Linked DNA regions of Mus musculus: region 2 is linked to region 1. The links are chromatin contacts, called in public ChIA-PET maps. All regions are on one chromosome and are shown on one strand. The core of a region is the stretch at or near the end of the contact, and the rest is flanking DNA. Distances in the headings are between cores, read along the strand shown. Region 1 overlaps Tmem9b (TMEM9 domain family, member B). Region 2 has its middle 12 kb from the start of Wee1.

Region 1 (6,438 bases), core at 2,224-4,723:
GCCTTTTCCTTAAGTTTTTTCCTCAACCCCATGTCAGCAAAGTTCCTAAATGTTCCAGAACAGGCCTGGCCTCTTAAACTAGGTTTGCCTACTTGAGAGAAGCAACACCATTCTGGTGCATGTAGGCAGCAGCCGGGGCAGGAGGGGGCAGGAGGGGGCATGGCTAGAAAGCTATGCACGACACCCTGACTATATTACAGCTCCCACTTGGGGCTTTATTGGTTGTGTTTCTACAGCAAGACATTTCTACCATGTTTACTACCCCAAGAATTTTCTTTCTTTTTAAAGATCTATTTATGTGTTTTATATATAGGTTATATATATATTTAGGTTTTTCCTGCATGTATGTCTGTGAACCATGTTCATTCCTTCTGCCCATTTAGGGCAGAAGAGTGTTTCAGAACCTCTGGGTCTAGAGTTAAAGATGGCTGAGAGGCATCAAGTGGGCACTGGGAATATAACCCACATCCTCTGCAAAAGTAACAATTCATTCATTTATTTATTTATTCATTATTTATTTATTCATTTATTTATTATTTTGTGTGTGTGTATGTGCGTGTGCGTGTAAGAGAGAGAGAGAGAGAGAGAGAGAGAGAGAGAGAGAGAATATGTGACAACTCTGTAGAGTCCTTTCTCGTTGCATCAGGCTATCAGGCTGCTGGGCTTGCTCCTGTACTAAGTACCTTTACCCTCTCAGCCAGGTTTCTGGACCTCAAAGGTGCTTTTTGTCTGTTTTACTTGTAGAGATTTACTCTGTCTCTAAGATGTATATGTGGGTAGGTGTGTGCACATGAGTGCAGGTGTCTATGGAAGCCAGAAGAGGATATTAGATCCCCTAGTATTGGAGTCACAATTGATTGTGAGTCACTGTCATGGGTTCTGACAACTGAACTCAGGTTGTCTGCAGGAATAGTGGGTGCTTTTAACTGCTGAACCCACTCCGAAGACTTTTCTTTACCAAGTCATTCTTTATTGGAATGGCCTCTACCTTTTATCTAACTTAAACAATGTCTTCTGCAAATCTCATCATTTGTTTTTAACTCTATAGATGAAAATCACAAAGACAATGTGGACATCTATGATGTTCCACAGATACGGAAGGAAAGATGGAAGCCTAGCATGGTAGTGTGCACTTAAACTCCTAGCTCTTGGGAGGACTGCTGCAGGCCTGAGGCCAGCCTGATGTATATAGCAAGTTCTAGGTTAGCCAGGGCTATAAGCAAGAACTTGTTGACAGGAAGAGAGAGAGATACTGAGGTGGGTCATAGGAGAGAAGGAAGGAGGAAAAAGATAGAAAAAAAGAGACAGAAGATAAATTAGCATTACTTGCTTTCCAACAAAGAAACAAAGTAGCCCAAGGTCATTTAACAAATTAGCTCAAACACTAACACTCAGTGTGCCTGACCCTAAGTTGGTGTCACATCTTTCCAACACACCAGATTGTTTCGGGTAGATTAGTATGGGAAAATGGTGCATCGGTGATGTTGTATATAAAATATTACTACTATTGGTTTATTTGGACAGAAACAATACTGGCAAGAAGGAAGTACTTTATCAGGGAGCCTGTCATCTACTCCTCAAGGAACAAACTCAATGACTAAACAAACCAGTTCAACAAGAGTGGACTTGCTGCTCACAGGCACCAGGAGAATGCAAACAGAGATTTTCACTTTTGCGTGTTTGTTCTTTTTACACCTGATAAAATTACAACGAATACAAAGCATGCTTTAGCAGAATGTTTAGATAACAGAGACTACGTGTCCTGATATATGATAGGACAAATACTACCATTGTCTAAAGGGAACCTCTTGGCTAAGTGTACTCTTTTACCTGCCCTAAAATGTAAAAAAAAAATGGGAAAGAATTTAAATGCCTTAAAAATGAACCCCAAAAGAACTCCCATGTGAGTTAAGCAGTTAATAGGAAGTGAAATTTGACTTCTGTTTGTTCAGTTAAACTCACAGCTTTGGTTGGAAAGCCTTTCTCTGCCTAGAATCAGTCTGACAAATATCAGAGTCAGCTGGGGCTCTTAGTGACAGTGTCTCCAATGGTCAATGTGTAGGCAGAATTAATCACCGATGGGCCAAGTGGTTACTAAGCATACAAGCCCATCAGTTAATGTCGTCTGTCCTCCATGTTTACACCTATGTATTTCTGCACCAGCTTACATTTTGCGTGTATTACACTAACATTTTGTCTGAGGGAGCAGAAGGTAACTAATGCTGTAAGGATGTATTAAAGAAAGCATAAACCTTTGTGCTAGGAACAGAACACTGTGAGGCCTTTGATAGACATTTTATGCCAGTAGTTCTCAACTGGTAGTGATTTTGTCCTCCTGCCAGGTTTCTTAAAGGCAAGGTTTCTCCACAACAAAGGATAATTTAACCCTAGTATCTATACAGTCAGGGTTGAGAACATATAAATGGAAATTACCATGGAAACAATATTTGAGATTCTACTGCTTTGCTATACAAGTTCTCTAGGCATTAATCCTACTATCTGATTTATGTGTGTCCTGTGTTTAAGATTTATTATTGTTAATTATGTTGTATGTGTGTGCATGTGCCTACCGAGACTGGAGGCCAGAGGCACCAGAGCCCCTGGAGCTGGAGTGACAGGCAGTTGTGAGCCATCTGATGGAGGGACTGGGATTGAAACTCAGATCCTCTGAAAGAACAATGTGTGTTCTTAACCACTAAGCTATCTCTTAAGCCCTTTGGGGTCTTGTTTGTTTGTTTGAATTTATTTTGTACTGAGACAGGTTCTCAAGTTGCCCAGGCTGTCACTGAGCGCCCTATGTGACCAAGAATGATCTTTAACTTTTAATCATCCTGCTTCTACCTCCTAAATTTTGGGGTTACACATACATACCACAACATCCTGCCTGTCTGTGCTTAGTTTTGTTTTTAAATTTTAATTTGTTTTATTACATCAGATCTCCAGACTCACCTTTCTCTCAGCCTACCAATATATTTCTGAAATCAATTGTTCTTAATTAAAATGATTGTTTTGTGTATGTATGATGTGTATTATGTGCTTGTGTGTGTGTGTGCTGGGGAGGGGGGAGTATAGGTCCATGGGAAGGCCAAGGCAGCTGTATGGAGGTCAGAGAACAGCTTCAGGTATCAACCTTGCTGGAGGCAGGGCCTTTGATTGCTCACCGCTGCATGCATGAGGCAAGCGGGCCCTGCGTTTCTGAGAAATCTTCTGCCTCTGCCTCCCATTTTGTAGGAGCACTGGGGTTTCAGGCAGACAGGTGCTACTGTACCCAGCTTTTACATGGACTTTGAGATTCAAACTCTGGTCTTTATGCTTGCATACCAAGTACTTTATCTACTAAGCCATCCCCACACCTCCTCCTGATGGTCTTTAAAACTATCTGCAAGTTTTAGAAAAGCTAGGTGTGGAGCCTGTAGATGCCCCAATCCCAGGCTCTGCAGGAGGTGCTAGTGCTACCCTTAGTGGTTACACTGTAGACACTGCGAATCAAATAACAGGAAATATGTGAATTAAATAAAATGTTTCTCTTTCCTTTCCTTTCTTTTTGGTGTGGTTTCTATTGTTGTTGAGTTTCTTCATGTAGATGAAGCTACCCTCAGACTTGTGAGTCTCCTGTCTTAGCCTCGAGAGTACTAGGGTTACAAGTCCCTATCCCCAGCCGCAATGTTTTATTGAGTCAAGGGCTCGCTAAGCTCCTCTAGCTTCCCTTGACCTTGTGATCCTCCTGCCTCTGCCTCCTGAACACCTAGGATTTCCTGCACTAAAAATACTTTTGATGGTGGTTAGCAAGTTTACTCCAGGCTTGGCTTTGCACTTGACTCTTGAAATTACACTGGGTTTTATCCACTTTTAGGAATGTAGTAAATAAAATGAAAAGAAAAAAATCATTCTAAATAGTAATTATATATGATAATGGAATATTTGGAAATATTCTACATATGACATTGATAGGATTAATAATCAATTCTCTAAACTATACTTAACAAGCTTATAGATTGTGTCAATTCCTAGACATTTTTTTACGTGTTTCTCTGTGTGTGGCATGTACATATGCATGCATGTCTGTTTACATGTATGTGTACACACATGGGTCAGTGCATATGCACATGTATGAACACCTGTGTCTGAAGGCCTGAAGTTGACATCTGGGGTCTTCCTCTCCTGCTCTCTGCCTTACTGAGGCAGGTCTATCAGTTAACAGTGCTCCCTTGTGTGGTCAGTATAGCTAGGCAGCTGGCTCTTGGATACTCTGTCTCCACCTTCTGCTTGCTGGAGTTACAGGCAGGCCACTTTGTCCACACAGCGTTTCTGTGAGCCCCAAGGATCCAAACTCTGGTCCTCACATTACACAAGAAGTGCTTTATCCACCAAGCTGTCTTCCTAGCTCCCTTTTAATGAACACTTTTAATGAAGTAATGTTAAAGCCAAAAGGAAACCATCACACAGTTTACACACTGGGAATAACAATCTATGGGCAAACATGTTTTAATTATAGGAGAATCTCTAGAGTGATGGCTACATTTTTTTTCTAAAGTTAAAGAAAAGTACCATTGCTTCTTCTTTAAGCAAAACGATGAAAGAACATACAGAACAGTAGGTTACCTGTACAGGAGTAAGACAAGAATGTCATGGCCTTCATCTTCCCCTTTCAATGGAAATGCTTGCCTTTTTTTCTTTTGTGTTTTTGGAGATACGGTCTTACTGTTTAGCACTGGTTTTCCTGGCTCTCACTATATAGACCAAGCTTGCATCCAATTTACAGAGATCTACCAGCCATGACATCCCAAGTGTTGGAACCAAAGGCATGAGCCACCGCTTGCCTTCAAAAGTATCAGGTGATAGAGGCAAAATGTTTTGCAGGGGCCTGAGGAAAAAGCCTACCCCGGATGTTTTCCTGCGCATGAACAGCGAAGGCTCCTGGATAAATCCTCACCAAGGACCACCAGTTGAAATAACTACATCTACAGCTTGCTAGAACAATTTCTTCATCGAGAGATACACACTAGTTAGAACATGCATCAGTGTCTAAGTGAGGACCTGCAGTCTCATGGAAAGATCTACCTACGACCATTTCCACCACACCATATGAGGGCAGAGGCTGGCAATGAGCAGCTACCGCAGCACCAGAACTTACCCCAACGTCATCATCGCTCTGCAACAGCTGGGAGTGTCCAAAGAGGCGCCTCTTCAGGATGGGCTCAACTAAGGTAAGATATACCATGTACAGAAGCAGAAGGCCCAAAATAGAGAGATAAATTATAATGGTAACCTAAAGGATAAAGAAAAGATGACACACCTCAGTGCAAGGCAAGATAGCAAAGTTTGTTCAGTAACAGTGACATCTTGGGAAGCCTGACACATCTACTTGGAGCACAGGGTTGTGTACAGCCAGAGCCCAGCAGAAGAGGCAACCTGAATCCACCAAGGCAGGAAAAGAGGGAACAAAGTGGTGCCTCTGGGTCTTTTTGTGGGTCCCCACCACCCCATCATTCGCCACTGTGGCCTGCACCGTTGTTTTCCTCTTCAGCTGAGCACAGCATTCTGCATTCCGCATCACTGCGGAAACCACCCACAGGAATCCTAGCTGAATGATGATTCCAGCGGGTTTCAAGAGAGCATCCCTTCAGATTGATGGAGGTCAGCAGAAACGGCTGTCAGGACAGTGATTTGGGGTATTACATCATGTGCTGCCACTTGACATCCCCTCAGTTGGCTGTAATAATACAGAACACACTCTGGCAAAGGCAGGGAAAGGCGGAACCCTCACATGCTGCCACCGCTTTGGAAAACTGTCCAGCCATCTCTTCACAAGCCAATTTACCACTCTGTGAATTTTCCCTCGAGAAAAACAAACACATCCATACAAAAACACTCAAGACAGTATTTTTTTTTTCTTTCTGGTTTTTCAAGACAGGGTTTCTCTGTATAGCCCTGGCTGTCCTGGAACTCACATTGTAGACCAGGCTGGCCTCGAACTCAGAAATCCGCCTGCCTCTGCCTCCCGAGCACTGGGATTAAAGGCATGCGCCACCACGCCCGGCACACTCAAGACAGTATTATGGAAATAATCCAAATATTCATGAACTGAGAAGCAGTCAGACAGTGGAATACTATTTAACATGAGATGAAGTCCTATGCATACTACAACTCAGACAGAGTAAAAAGTCACAAAGGACCACATATGACTTTACTTACATAAAATATTAAAAATGGGTACAGGTAGTTAAAAATAGTGACTATTTGGAACCAGAGAAAATAGATCTTTAAAGCCTTTATCTTTTTTTTTCTTTTTTTTTTTTTTTAATTTTGTTTTGTTTTGTTTGAAATAGGATCTCTCAACAGAGCATTGTCTCTGTCCTAAAATTTACTATGTAGACCTGGCTGGCCTCAAACTCAGAGATCCTCCTGCCTCTGCCTCCTGAGTTATGAGGCCTGCTT
Region 2 (6,438 bases), core at 1,443-3,942, 370 kb after region 1:
CACACACACACACACATGCATAAACATACAAAAATAAATAAGATTTAACCCAGTTGAATGAGAGCACTCGGCAGTGGTGGGGTGTGGTTGAGTGGCAGAGTGCAGGCCTGTCTTGCAGGAAGCCCTGGGGTTGATTCTCTGACTAACATAAGCCAGATATGGAAGGCAGGAAAACCAAGTTCAAAGAGTAGCCCTCAGCTACAGATCGAGTTGGAGGTCGACCTGACCTATATAAGTGAGACCTGTCTCAAAGTGCAACAACTAAAATTTGGTGGGGCTAGGGATATAGTATGGTGGCAGAGCTCTTGGTTTGGCATGCACAGTAGCCAGGGTTCAATTTCCTGCACCAAAACGTTAAACACTCCCATTATCAAAAATATAAGGCTGGCCAGTGGCGGTGCAAGACTTTAATCCCATCTCTTGAGAGGCAGAGACAGATGGATCTCTGTAAGTTCAAAGCTAGCCTGGTCTAAAGAGAGAGTTGTTCCAGGACAGCCAAGGCTATACAGAGAAACCCTGTCTTGAAATACACACACACACACACTGCACACATACCACACACACACACACACACACTGCACACATACCACACACACACACACACACACACACACACACACACACACTGCACACATACCACACATACACACACACACACACACACACACACACACTCACACACTGCACACATAACACACACACACACACACACAAATAAATGGAAATGGATTTTGCATACACGAGCCTTTGACCGAACTGTGTTCCTACTTATATGTCCTATGTCTATACGCTCAGGAATGGAAAAACTCATCATGTGAAGGATGGTGGATAGAGTTTGGAAACGGCCTAGGAGAGAACTGTGCACATAAACTGTGAGCCCAGCTGCCTGGTGCTCCTGCAGGACTGTGTGGGATGGTCCTGGACTGGTGGCTCCGGAAAGCCAGGAAGTGCTTCCTATATCGATAGCTGACTAGCTCTCAATGCAGTGAGATCATAACTCACACAGGTCTTACTCTTCTTTTATATGGCAAAAGAGCCTTTGAAGATGTAACTGGGAGACAGAGGGGCAGTGCTGGGCTTCCTGGGTGGGCGCATGCTCTCACAGTCCTTAAAAGAGACAGCAAGAAATGCTCAACTAGCAGAGGCAGAAGCTGGACTTGGATGCCTTGAGCTATACACTTGTAATCCTAGTACTCAGAAGGCTGAGGCAAGAGGCCAGCCTGGGCTAAATAGGCAGACCCTGTCACAAACCTTTATCTCTCTCTCTCTCAAAAAAAAGTCTCAAAAGGACTTTGTAGTGTATCACTGTATTGTTCCCAATATCCAATATTCCCAGTTGTTCTCAGTTCCCAATATCTGGCCTGTAGATAAATCTTAGTATGGATTCACTAAAGGAACTAACAAGGCAGCAATAGACATACTTTTGTATGTACTGTTCGTATTTTGCAATCTGCAGAAATGTTTCTATAAGGGCTCTGGGTCAAATAATACATTATCTCAGAAATCACTAAAACAGTCTTTTTTTTAAAAAATATTTATTTATTATATGTAAGCACACTGTAGCTGTTTTCAGACATGCGAGCCACCATGTGGTTGCTGGGATTTGAACTCAGGACCTTTGGAAGAGCAGTCGGTGCTCTTAACCTCTGAGCCATCTCTCCAGCCCCCCCCCCCTTTTTTTTAAAGATTTATTTATTATTGTATGTAAGTACACTGTAGCTGTCTTCAGACACACCAGAAGAGGGCGTCAGATCTTGTTACGTACGGATGGTTGTGAGCCACCATGTGGTTGCTGGGATTTGAACTCTGGACCTTCGGAAGAGCAGTCGGGTGCTCTTAGCCACTGAGCCATCACTCCAGCCCCTAAAACAGTCTTTAAAAACATTTTTAAAAACAAATTAGATCTGACTGATCTAGTAATGAGATCTGACTCCCTCTTCTGGTGTGTCTGAAGACAGCTACAGTGTACTTACATATAATTAAAAAAAAAAAAAAAATACCAGGTGGTGGTGGCAGTGGTGGGGCATGCCTTTGATCCCAGCACTTGGGAGGCAGAGGCAGGTGGATTTCTGAGTTCGAGGCCAGCCTGCTCTACAAAATGAGTTTCAGGACAGCCAGGACTATACAGAGAAACCCTGTCTTGGAAAAAAAATTTTTTCAGTAAAACATTTTAGTACTATTTATTTTTCTGTACGTGTGGGAACATCATGCCATAGAACACATATGGAGGGTGGTCCGAGGACAGCCTCTCCTGTAGCTGCCCCTGGAATGTTCTCTGCCCTCTCAGCTCTTCCAAAGCAACACTTCCTGTAGCATGTGTGATTTGTCTCCTGTTCTGACCTGTGTGAAGGCAGCCTGGAGGTGGTAGGCTAAGCATGATGTTTAAACATGAGACACAGTCATATGGGGACTTGGTTGTTGCACTTAGGAAGTGGTGTTTGTTTTCCTCTGTGTATGCATCTGGGCTTCCAACTGCCTGACCAAGTCACAGAGCTGGGTTCTCTTTACCTACCCAGCTGCTGGGTGAGCTCATCTTGATCCTATCTGCGGTGAAGCAGGGTCCTTTACAGAACTTTAAAACTTACCAGTGAGTCATCAGGCCCCGACAACAAAAGCCAAACACTGTTTAGTTGCTGCTAGAAACCAGCAAGGGAGGAACGGGAGGCCGGGAGGCAGCCGTCGCGCCCCTCCCCCTCCCCGACAAGGTTTCTGACTCACTGAAGAAGTCACCACGTCTTATGTACTGCTCCAACTTCAGCAAAGCCTGCTTAATTCATTACAGTGTGACCAGCCAACAGGAGCTGTCCTTGTTGCTCCTGGTGTGGTCACCCAGATCATTTCCTGTACATGTCACAAATCCCAGGGACGGGCAATTACTCGATTATCTGCTTTTCTAGTGGCTGATCTGTTTGGGACTCGGGATTTTTATTTAGGACATTTCTGTGATCTTTTTACTTAAAAATAAAATTAAAAAAAAGCATCCCTTTATGTCTTTGTTAAGAGCAAGGTAACGAGGATTGAACCCTGAGTTTTGTACATGCCAGCCACACACTCTCCCCTGCACTATACACCCCCAGCTCAAGAAGCGGGATGAGGCGGTGGGGGGTGGGGTTGTGATGGATTACAAAATTGCTACTGTGAGACTAGAAGTGTAGAACACTTGCCTAGCATGTACAGGGCTCTGGGTTTCATCCCCAGTATTGCAATAAAAATAAAAATTAATTTGGGTGGTGTTAGTGCATGCCTTTAATTCTAGGACTCCAGAGGCAGAGGCAGTTGGATGCCTGTAAATTCGAGGCCAGCCTGGCCTACATTGAGTTCTAGGACAGTGGGGATTATACAGAGGAACCCTGAAATGACCACAGAAAGCAAATAGGAAATACAAGAGTTAGTTTGGTTTGGTGCTCCATAGAGCTGCAAGTCTGAAATATGCTGCTTGTGAACTCTTATGTTGCAGTGATGTGACTGGGATTGGGGGTGGGGGCAGTCTGCATTTTCTCTTGAGAAAGGACTTCCTGTCTGATGGCCGAGAGCTGCAGAGATAACTGGAGTTAGCCTCCTCCCACTAATATGCTAGGTTACCGTCAAAATCCATGCTGCTTGCAGCCACCCTGGCCTCCCACCTACCCCTCCCCACACCCTATTTTGGCTTCATTTTAATTTTACCAGTGTTTTGCCTGCAAGTACGACTGTGCACCATGTGTGCCTTGTGTTAGTGGAAGATAGAAGAGGGCATCAGATCCCCTGGAACGTTGTGAGTTGCCATGTGGGTCCTTGGAACTGGACCAAGTCCTCTGGAAGAGCAGACAGTGCTCTTAATTGCTGACACAATTATGCATTTTTTCCCCAAGATCCTAAAATGTATCACTCTTTGTTGGATACCATTCTGATACTTTGTTTTTAATTGCTTACTGTTGGGTATATGCATGGTATGTGTGAGAGAGATAAAGGAGACAAAAAATTAGACTCTTGCTGTATAATAATTTCAAAAGTTAGATAGTTTGGAGGTTGTATACACCATGTTGGTATGTGTGAAGGCTCTTCCCAGTTGTAAACTTGACTATACATGAAATGAATGAGAAATGGAGGGCTCACCTGTGATCCAGATCTTTTTTTTAAGATTTATTTATTATTATACATAAGTACACTGTAGCTGACGTCAGAAGTACCAGAAGAGGATGTCAGATCTCATTATGGGTGGTGGTGAGCCACCATGTGGGTGCTGGGTTTTGAACTCAGGACCTTCAGAAGAGCAGTCAGTGCTCTTACCCACTAAGCCATCTTGCCAGCCCCCTGATCCAGATCTTGAGGCTGGAAGACACAGACTTTTTATCCAGATCTTGAGGCACAGTGGTCATGGAAAATTTAGGCCCAGGTGAGGGAGAACACGAATTTAATCCCAGGAGACAGAGGCAAAGCAGCTCTCTGAGTTCAAGGTCATCCTGGGAGGGTAAGTTTCAAGTAAAGAACAGTTTAGGCCCAGGTGTGGTGGTACACACCTTTAGACTGAGCCATGCCTTCTCCTGGAGGCTCATACAAAGACATTGGAGGAAGAAGGAAGACTCACTCTTCTTCAGGATTCCAGCTTATACTGAGTACTGGCTGCAACACCCGGCCTCATGGGACTGAGAAGTCAACTTTTGGTGTTTCCAGGTAAGAAATAGATAAGAAGCCTACTGCATTTCTGATTGCTCTGTATAAGGAGAATTCTCAAATGAAAGAAAGGCTACTTTGGGTCATTGTAAAAAGTAATCTTGGCCAGTGAATCAATTTCCAGACTTGAGCCAGTTTGCAGACCCAGAAGCCCTTGAAGGAAGGGGTAGCCAGGTTTCCCTGAGGAAGGACCTTGTTGATGAGACACCTAAAAGTTTTGCTGTTAGCCTTTCTCCAGTTCTTCCTCAGAGGGATCTACTTCCTTTTACAAGGGTAACTGTACACTTGGAGAAAAGTAATAATCAGAATTACCAGAGGTCTATTAGATCCTGGCTCTCAATTGACAATGATCCCAGGAGATCCCAAGAAACATGGTGACCCTCCAGTTAAAGTAGGGACTTATGGAGGCCAGTCAACTAATGGCAATTTGGCTGATGTCTGACTCAGTAGGTACAGTAGATCCCCAAATTCATTCTGTGGTCCTTTCCCCTGTTTCAGGATGTATAATTAGGATAGATATACTTAGAAACTGGCAAAATTCTCACATTGGTTCCCTTACCTTTGGCTATTAAGGTTGGCAAGGCTAAATGGAAACCTTTAGAGTTGTCTCTGCCAAAGAAAATAGTGAATCAAAACCAGTGTCATAGCCCGGCAGTGGTGGCACACACCTTTAATCCCAGCACTTGGAGGCAGAGGCAGGCGGATTTCTGAGTTCGAGGCCAGCTTGGTCTACAGAATGAGTTCCAGGACCACCAAGGCTACACAGAGAAACCTTGTCTCAAAAAACCAAAAAACCAAACCAAACCAAGCCAAAACCAGTGTCATATTCCTGGAGGAAATGCAGGAATTAGTGCCACCATCAAGGACTTAAAAGATGCAGGGGTGGTGGGTCACACCACATCTCCTGTTAACTCTCCTATCTGGCCAGTGAGTGCAGAAGACAGATGGATCATGGAGAATAACAGTTGACTATTGAAAACTAAATCAAGTAGTAACTCTGATTGCATCTGCTGTACCATGTAGTTTTCTTTTCTTTTCTTTTCTTTTTTTAAAGATTTATTTATTATTATACATAAGTACACTGTAGCTACCTTTAAATACACCAGAAGAGGGCGTCAGATCTCCTTACAGATGGTTGTGAGCCACCATGTGGTTGCTGGGAATTGAACTCCAGACCTTCAGAAGAGCAGTCAGTGCTCTTACTCGCTGAGCCATCTCTCCAACCCTTGTTTTTTTTTTCTTACTTGAGCAAATTAACACATCTCCTGGCACATGGTATACAGCTTTTGATCTAGCAAATGCCTTTTTCTCAGTACCTGTCCCTAAGGACCACCAGAAACAATTTGCTTTGTTGGCAAGGCCAGCAGTATACTCTTACAGTTTTGCCTCAGGATATATTAATTCTTTTTTTTTTTTTTTTTTTTTTTTTTTCTTTTGGCTTTTCGAGACAGGGTTTCTCTGCTCTATAGCTCTGGCTGTTCTGGAACTCACTTGTAGACCAGGCTGGCCTCGAACTCAGAAATCTGCCTGCCTCTGCCTCCCAAGTGCTGGGATTAAAGGCGTGCGCCACCATGTCCGGCAGGATATATTAATTCTTTTGCCCTGTGTCATAACTTAGTTAGAAAGGATTTTGTTTTTTCATCCTCCCTTCTTCCACTCACTCCGAGGCTCTGCTTGCTCTGGCCCAAAGTTGTGTGTGTGGGTTTTTTTCTTTGTTTGTTTGTTTGTTTCTCATCACGGATGGTTGTGAGCCACCATGTGGTTGCTGGGATTTGAACTCAGGAC

The links. ChIA-PET counts read pairs in DNA pulled down with a chosen protein or histone mark.
Region 2: an RNA polymerase II ChIA-PET map of memory CD8 T cells shows a contact between it and region 1, with 8 read pairs. The contact joins two enhancer-like sites. A contact is called at or near these places in 4 of 39 promoter capture datasets (3T3-L1-derived adipocytes, the HPC-7 cell line, hippocampal neurons and 1 more) and 2 of 115 datasets of contacts at active chromatin or transcription factors (memory CD8 T cells and microglia).

What each region holds. Positions count from the first base shown.
Region 1 is chr7:109,738,413-109,744,850 of GRCm38.p6, forward strand. It overlaps Tmem9b (TMEM9 domain family, member B), which reads right to left. Exons shown (of 5, transcript NM_020050.1): 4 at 5,135-5,269. Among named protein-coding and RNA genes, the nearest start is that of Ascl3, 9.9 kb to the left of the region's middle. Within about 2 kb of position 3,474, at least 31 of the 459 cell types and tissues checked have an H3K27ac peak or open chromatin away from gene starts, as enhancers often do. A contact at or near this core is called in memory CD8 T cells, where this site is marked.
Region 2 is chr7:110,106,734-110,113,171 of GRCm38.p6, forward strand. No RefSeq gene overlaps it. Among named protein-coding and RNA genes, the nearest start is that of Wee1, 12 kb to the right of the region's middle. Within about 2 kb of position 2,693, at least 283 of the 459 cell types and tissues checked have an H3K27ac peak or open chromatin away from gene starts, as enhancers often do. A contact at or near this core is called in memory CD8 T cells, where this site is marked.